Regions from separate parts of the Rattus norvegicus genome. Here region 1 is linked to region 2. Evidence: chromatin contacts called from public Hi-C data. All regions are on one chromosome and are shown on one strand. Each heading gives the region's core, a stretch centred on a gene start, on an enhancer-like site or on the middle of the called end of the contact. The rest is flanking DNA. Distances are from core to core; before and after follow the strand shown. Region 1 overlaps Vta1 (vesicle trafficking 1). Region 2 holds the start of Adgrg6 (adhesion G protein-coupled receptor G6).

Region 1 (3,768 bases), core at 700-3,199, 120 kb after region 2:
CATACTTGCACAGATAACAGTAATGCGATTATAACGCGTGGGGCAGAGACTGACCATTCTGTGTCTTTACTGTAAACCTTTCACTGTCACAGTACAGTATGTTGAGTTGGCCAATAATAACAAAAGTTTTCAAAAGAGACTCTGGTACCAATTTATCGTTTAAGTTCTGAAGCCACAAAGGTTCTTCCCATTGATTTAGGCTTATCTAACTGAAAAGCCTATTTTTTTTTCTGTGTGATTAAGAACAAATTAATAGCAGGCAACCTTTAATGTTAACCTCCATATACTTTACCATCGTTAGTAAAGAAAACAAACATTATTGGTGTTTAAGTTAAATGTTTCTGCTTTTATATGTTATATCTTATCTGACTGAAACAGTGGCATGTATCCAGTTTCCTAAGGAACTACTTATCCTTCTGTGATCACAGAAACAAATGGAGTCTCAAGAAACTGTTCTCAAGGTCACTGGAGCTCTATGGTTTTACAATGCTACCCCCTAGAGGAATCTTTAAAAGCCAAACTGGAAAGTTCATATTTTTAGTTGCAGTGAACTTAAAAAGAGATCCTTCTGGATCTGGCCTATAGTATCAAATCTGGTTGTTCCAAAATTGTTACAATTTTGTTAATGAGATCTCAATTTTTTTTTGTTTTATTAAAGGGGGGAGTTTAGAGATAAAAGACTCTGCTATATTTTGATCAGCAGTTGAGGCTCCTCACTACCTATGCCTTTTAATAGTTTTTGATTTTAGTTTTTAATGGCTTTACTTATTTTTATAATATGAAATATGTCAACTTAGAGAACGGGGAAAAAGCAATCAAAAGCAAAAATTCCATTCTTATAGGAACATGCTACTGTTTATGAATATACATGAGATCCTTTGTCCTACTTTTTCATATGACTCGTCATCTTATAAAATGCACTTTGCCATTTTTCAACAACAATCATTCCTATCAGTGAAGTCATGTACTAGTTTCATAGTATTTATTTATATTTGTGATATATTCACACACACACACACACACACACACACACACACACACACACACACACACAGTCTCTGAGCTGTGAAATTTTACACCTTTACTTATAGCAAAGCTTGTGCAGTACTTGGGCCCCACACATGCTAGCACGTGCTCTAACAGGGAGCTATTTCCCTAGCACTGTTTCTTTTCTGAGGCAGGTTCTCCTGTAGCCCAGGTTGGCTGTGAACACCTGATCCTCTTAGCTCTGTCACCTGAGTGCCAGGATGACAGGTGTATGTTATGCTGCTCAGTGAACTTGAGGCTGTCAAGATCTTCCTGCATTTAGTGTTACTCACAGGACCAGATCTAGCATTGTCCAAAATACTTCAGTGTCTGTTGTTTGTAGGGGCTCATACCTTTTATGGCTTTATTAATGAAAACAAAGATATACATCTTATATATTTCATGGAATTCTGCTGAAAGCAATATTTGTGACTTTTCCTTAAACACAAATTTCCCCAAACTGGAACCACTTAACTACAGATATTTACATTTTCCCAAAATGCCTTCAAAAACTTGTGCCATCTCACTCAGCTATGTTGTGCAGACTTTAGTTCATGACCTGTACCAAGTTCAATTTTAATATTAAAAATGGTACTCATTTAATTAATACTTATTACTGATCATCTTAGATAGGGTTACAATTGCTGTATTGAAACATCATGACCAAAAGCAACTTGGAAAGAAAGGGTTTATTTTCTTCACAGTTCACACCAAAAGCATCAGAACAGAACTCAAGCAGGACAGGAACCTGGCAGCAGTGGTTGATTCAGAGGCCATAGAATGCTGCTTAATGGCTTGCTCCTCATGGTTTGCTTGACCTGCTTTCTTAAAGAACTCAGCACCACCTGCCCAGGGATGGCACCACCCACAACGGGCTGAGCCTTCCCTCATCAATCAGTAGCCAAGAAAATGTCCTACAGGCTTGCCTACAGCCAAATCTTATGTAGGCATTTTCTTGATTGAAATTCTCTCCTCTTAGATGACTCTAGCTTGTGTGAAGTTGATATAAAAACCAAGCGGGACACTGATTAAGCTGAATGTTAATAATTGGCACTCTGTCCTTCATTAGTTTGCAATTTTGTCTACTTATTCATACGGATCTTACATCTGTAAAAATCAGGGCTGGGGAGATGGCTTAATGGGAAAGTTCTTGTGCAAGCACCTACTGTCATTCAGACTGCTTGTAAGTGGGAACTGAAATGATAAAGGAATTGCTATTTCAGTCTTTTTTCTTGGTGACCATGTAAGCTTTATTCGTAATGTTACTAGGAAATGACCTGAATGAACTTCATCAGTTAAATTGCTAAGCTGTAGTAAACACATAAAGGACTATGTGTCTACTACATATGTGCACGGAGAGTAAGGTAGATATGGTAAAGGGCACCATGATGGATATAAGGAGCATATAAACCATTTTGTGAAACCTAGACAGCATTTTACATGACTTGAAATGATATGGTGAGTGAGTCTGCAATCAACAGCTCTGATAAGCGCTGTGAGGTAGCTCTAGGCAGCGCAGGTAGCACAGGTACCTTAGACAAGAGCCTAGCTCAGTACAGGCCTTGGAATTTTAATGACATAACTCCAAGGCGGTGTTGATATGCTAGTGATATCCAGTCCTAAGCTCTGAGCCTTGAGAGCACAAAGCTACATCCAATGAAATGATACAAAAATTGGAACTTTGGAAATGGTCTCTAGCATCACACTGCTCCCCAAACATGAATTCTCTAGTTTCTATGCTGATACTCATTGGCAGGAGGACCTGAGACTTTGTGCACAGAGGGCCTTGGCCTTGGTGACCCACTTGTCAGCCCTAGCAATTGAGATTGGCCTATGCTTTCAAGGACCTCAAAGACTTCCCTGAAGTGCCATCCTTACAGCCTGCCACAACTAAAGGACATCATGGGGAATGTGGGTGCAGGCTGTAAGCTTCTGAGAGTCCTAAGGAGAAGAATCCCCATTGGAACTCTGCAGCAGCATTTCTGCCCAAACAACTGTTCACCACCTGGGAAATGTCTGTTTACTTTTAATATTATCATGATTTTATAAGGAATCTTTGTTTGAATAAACCAAGTATATTTCAAGGACAGGTCCTGTTTGGACATCCTATTGCCAAACGCCTTACTGCTAATAGGTCATGCTTTCTGAAATGAATTCTTAGGCTGTTGTGTCTTGACTGTAATAAGAATAGGAACCAATATTTATGAAACTGCTTAGAATTAAGTGTATATGCACATAAATAAATATGTGTAAGACTTGGAAATCTGAGAAAAACATGGGTGGACTGCACCAATTTCAATTTTCTGACTAAGATGTCATATGGTATTTTTGGGTACAACAGGCTTTCCTCTGTATTATTTCTTACACCTGCACATGGATGAAAAGTAACCTCAAAAGAAAAAATGCCTAATTAAAAATCGAACTTGCTGGCCATGGTATCTCACACCTGTAATCTCAGCATTCAGGAGGGAGAGGTAAGTGGATCTTGTTGAATTGGAGGAAAACTAGAGTCACAAAGGCTTTGTATGAAAAACTCAGAACAAGACAAGACAAAACTTATGAGATTCACTCTTAGAATAGACCTATTTTTCAATTATCATGAATTCATTATTTTGCCATGACAATGTTAAATAGTCCAAGCAAGTAAACAATAAATACCCTAGGATTTATTGTAGCTAAAGAAGGACAAAAATAAACTACTATTTTAGCATTAACTTCTGATTTCAAAGAACAAAAGGACAA
Region 2 (3,882 bases), core at 722-3,221:
TAAAAGAGGACGAGACCCTTAATTAACCTGTGTATTTTTATTTACTGAAATTAAAATTTGGAAAATATGGTTTGTTCCTCATTTCAACATTTTTAACAAAATAATAGAAATATTTACCTTGGGTAGATTGGCATTATCTCCATGTGTTCTAACTTGCCCACTGGCTAAAAAGGGTTAAAACATCTCAAACCACTGCACAGAAAATACACATAACCATTTTTGAAAGACACAAAAAAAAATCTCCACCAAAAGAATTTGGTAAAGAAATTTAAATCAAGGGTAAAAGTCTTAGATGACTGCTGACTTGTGATTCAACCTGAGAAGACATAAATTTAATCACACCAAATTCAAATGGATTAGGTAATTTAATTGCATTATCAAGAAAGTGTTATTGTTACTGGTTGATCGATTTCCTGTGTGTGTGTGTGTGTGTGTGTGTGTGTGTGTGTGTGTGTGTGTGCATGCATGTGCGCACACACACGCGTGTGGGCAGGCATGCCTGCTTTCAATCCCATGACCTCTCCACATCCAGGGAAGCTGCCTAAATACTAAATATCTCCTTTGAAAAGTCAGGGTATTTGCAGGAAAAACTGAAGTTGGAAACAAACTTAGCCGTCATTCCAAACCTGTTGCCTGCATAGGAGAACGAGTCTTATGTTACAAGGCTGGCTGTAACCCAAGACAAATGCTTACAAGTTATCCATTCGTCCATTCCACTGGCATAAGCAAAACTGTAAAAGTCACAGGTGTGGCATTGCTTCACATGGAGTTTTAATACAAATATAAGTGGTATTCATTACAAGGCACAGGGAAGAGATCAGAGCTACAGCATGGAGGGCGTGGTTGGTATGCTCTATTCTGTTTCCTACCTTAAAAAAAAAAAAAAGCCTTTGGGGATGCGGACAGGACAGAGCAGCGAAGAGGAATAAACACCGAAGACCCTGGGTGCTAACCTGGAAGAGGAAATCGAAGCGGAAATAAGTAAGGATGGAGTAATGGAATGAGGGAAGGATCAATTTGCTATCACTGCTCAACAAGTTAGTGGAAGTGGGTTAAAAGTCTGTGGGCCCAGGAATAAAGCAAATGGCCGAGGGGGGGGTGGGGGGGAGAATACGGTGTGAGAAAAGGTAACGTTTAAGTTGACCGCAAAGGTAAAGTGACCCATCTGAGAACCATCAACCAGTGTGGCAGGCCAGGAGGTACGTGAGGACACTCTTTCACCAAGTCCCTCTGAGCCACCCCACAACTTGACAACTTGGATGGCAACTCCATCTAGGAAAAGCCTTCACTCTTTTTCTGACCATCCTTACCCTCTCCTCCATGCCTCCTACTGGTAATTCTACAGGAAGCCCTCATCACATTCCTTAATTACTTTTTAATAAACACTGTATATTAGAACGTTTTTCTGAGCTCTTCAAAGAAACGAGCGCGAGGTGGGAGGTTACAAGTGGATAAAAACTCATTTAAATATCTAGAGCTCTGAGAACTACTTCTCCAGGCAAAGGTGACAGCGGAAAGCCAATCTCTGGATCAGCAGAACCTTTCCCCAGCTGTTGATCCGGGCAGTGCTGGCTTGCCAGGACCAGAACCCTGCAAGCCGCTACACTGTGAGCTCCTCCTTGTTTAATCTGAATCAAAACCACGTTTTCCCCCATACTTGAAGCCCTGCCGTTCTTATTCTTTCCACTGCGCGAAAGTGAGGTTTACCTCTCTCAAGAGGAGAAAGGGGGAAAGAAAGCTGCACACACATGCCCGGGCTCCGTTTGGGCAATACCCACACCCGGGTGCCTCGAGGAGGCACACAGAAGCTTCTGTTACTGCAGTTGGTACCTTTCTGGGAAGCGCTGCGCTATAGGGGTGAAGGGGACACAGATGGAGATGCGATGGGCTCCGAGCTGGGAGGCGACTTACATGCTCGCATTACCGCATGGAGGTTCCCAGAGGCCGCACGCTCATCCTCCAGCGCTCCTCTGCCGTGCTGTCCGTGAGCTCCACCGAAGGGGACCGGGGCTTTCGGGACCGCGCCCCGCAGGACCCTTCGTCACGCCCTTTCTGGAGAGTTCATAGGGTTTCCTGGCAGCTGCTCGTCCTCTGCGCGCGGGGCGGCGCAAGGTGGACCCCGGGCGCGCGCCGCGGAGTTCAAGAGTAGGTCCCGCGCGCAGGGGCGCGGCTGACGGCGGCAGGTTCCGCCCGGCGGAGAACTTTCCCAAGAGTTGGGACGAAGGGTTCCGGCGAGCGGGTGGCGGCTGATCCCGGCCCGCGGGATTGGAGAGGCTGAGATCACCAGGCTCCGGAGCCTGCGGCAAGGCGCAGCGCCGTTCCGGCCTCAGTTTACCCCTGAGGCTCAGGTGCGGCTCGGCGCGCCGCCCCCCCCGGGTGGCCCGGGCTCTAGGCGATCGGAGGACAGAGGACCGTCCTGCCAGAGCAGCTGCCCCACCCAGGGCCGGCCACCCGAAGGCAGAGGCAAAGGGAAAAGTCGCCACGCGGGGCGGGACCGGCGCGGGCGGCAGGGTTGGGAGCCTGGCGTAGAGCCAGGCGCAGCTCCGGGGAGGGGACCCCGCTGACCCTGAGGTCACCCGTCGGCTGCGAGCACAGAAACCCGTAGAGGTTGGGTAAAGAGCTTGGAACGTAGGCGGGCCAGTGGGCATTTGTTCTGCCCGCTGCCAAGCACCCGGGCTGTCCCTTACTTTTCCCTTCCTTAGCTCTTCCTTTCCCCGTCCCCTCAATTTCCCTCGAGGGGAGAGGGCTAACGGGAGGTGAAGAGAGAGAGAGAGAGAGAGAGAGAGAGAGAGAGAGAGAGAGAGAGAGAGAGAGAGAAGAGAAGAGAAGATAAAAGGAAAGAAGAAGGAAAGGGAAAGGAGAGAGGGGTGAGGAGAAGTTAATGGGGTAGGGTGGAGGAGGGCTGGAGAGGTTTGGGGCGATTTATTTTTCTTTTCTGTTTGAGCGGGATTAATTTGCCAATGCAAATGCAGCCGCTCACTTGGGAGAGTCAAGACAGCCATGCGACGCTTCTGCTGAGAAGCTGCTTTGCAGGGGGATGTAGGCACACCCACTTTCTAAAATAACTCTGAAGCACTCAGGCCGAGGGTCCCTGAGCTCTGTTCACATAGTGCTAGGGGCAGCGGCTTTTCCAGACTTGATGCCCTTCGGAGTCAAGTAGTCCGGCTTTCGTTGTAGACGGATACATATAAAAGCCATAAAAGTATATTAACCCTGATTGGCTAGTGGTAGAGAAGGACTGGGGTAGGAGGGAAAGAGGTAAAACAGGACTGAGGACAGATAGTTTCAAGCAAAAGAAAGAGGAAGCTGGAAAGCCTCCAGCAATCTAGACTACTTCTGGCCCAGCGTGTGTTCTTGTGATTTTTATCAGTATTTATTTTAACGTTAAAAAAAAAAGAAGAAGAACAGTAGAATTAATAGAGGCTTAAACTGCTCCATTTAAGAAAAGCTGATATCCTTTTGGTATTACAGGTAGGGAAGTGAGGCCCAGGAGGCATAGTCTGCACGAATTATTCAGAAATGACCAGGGTTTGAGATTAAGGTTTACAGACTCAGTTCAAGTCCACCTCTGTGCCACTAGATTGTCCCAAGGAATTATTTAACATTCCACCTAAACTTTTCGAAACGACATTAATTTCACCATTTTGTGGGTCTGGAAAATGGGTGTGGCTTAGCTCTGCGTCTACCGCTAGACTTATCAAAACAGGAATTGAAGTTGCGGTGTCTCCTGAAGGCTTGACAGGAGCAGTGTCTCCCTGCAAACTCTTCATGAGGTAGTTCCACTCCTATAATTCTGTTTTGCTTACTCCTTGACAATGGTTATTCTCGCCCCTCATCTCCTTCTACCTCCCTCTAGTCCTTATGGAATCGGACTCATGACGT

What was found. A called contact is a pair of places that touch in the nucleus more often than the background predicts.
Region 1: a Hi-C map of kidney shows a contact between it and region 2, with 5 times the contacts expected there. The contact joins the enhancer-like site here to the promoter of Adgrg6 in region 2. A contact is called at or near these places in 5 of 12 Hi-C or Micro-C datasets (the A7r5 cell line, the Rat2 cell line, Schwann cells and 2 more).

What each region holds. Positions count from the first base shown.
Region 1 is chr1:10,893,597-10,897,364 of GRCr8, forward strand. The region is part of intron 1 of Vta1 (vesicle trafficking 1); the gene reads right to left. Among named protein-coding and RNA genes, the nearest start is that of Vta1, 5.3 kb to the right of the region's middle. Within about 2 kb of position 1,950, at least 1 of the 93 cell types and tissues checked has an H3K27ac peak or open chromatin away from gene starts, as enhancers often do. A contact at or near this core is called in kidney, where this site is marked.
Region 2 is chr1:10,771,904-10,775,785 of GRCr8, forward strand. It overlaps Adgrg6 (adhesion G protein-coupled receptor G6), which reads right to left and starts at 1,972. Exons shown (of 24, transcript NM_001427850.1): 1 at 1,912-1,972. The coding sequence starts at 1,913.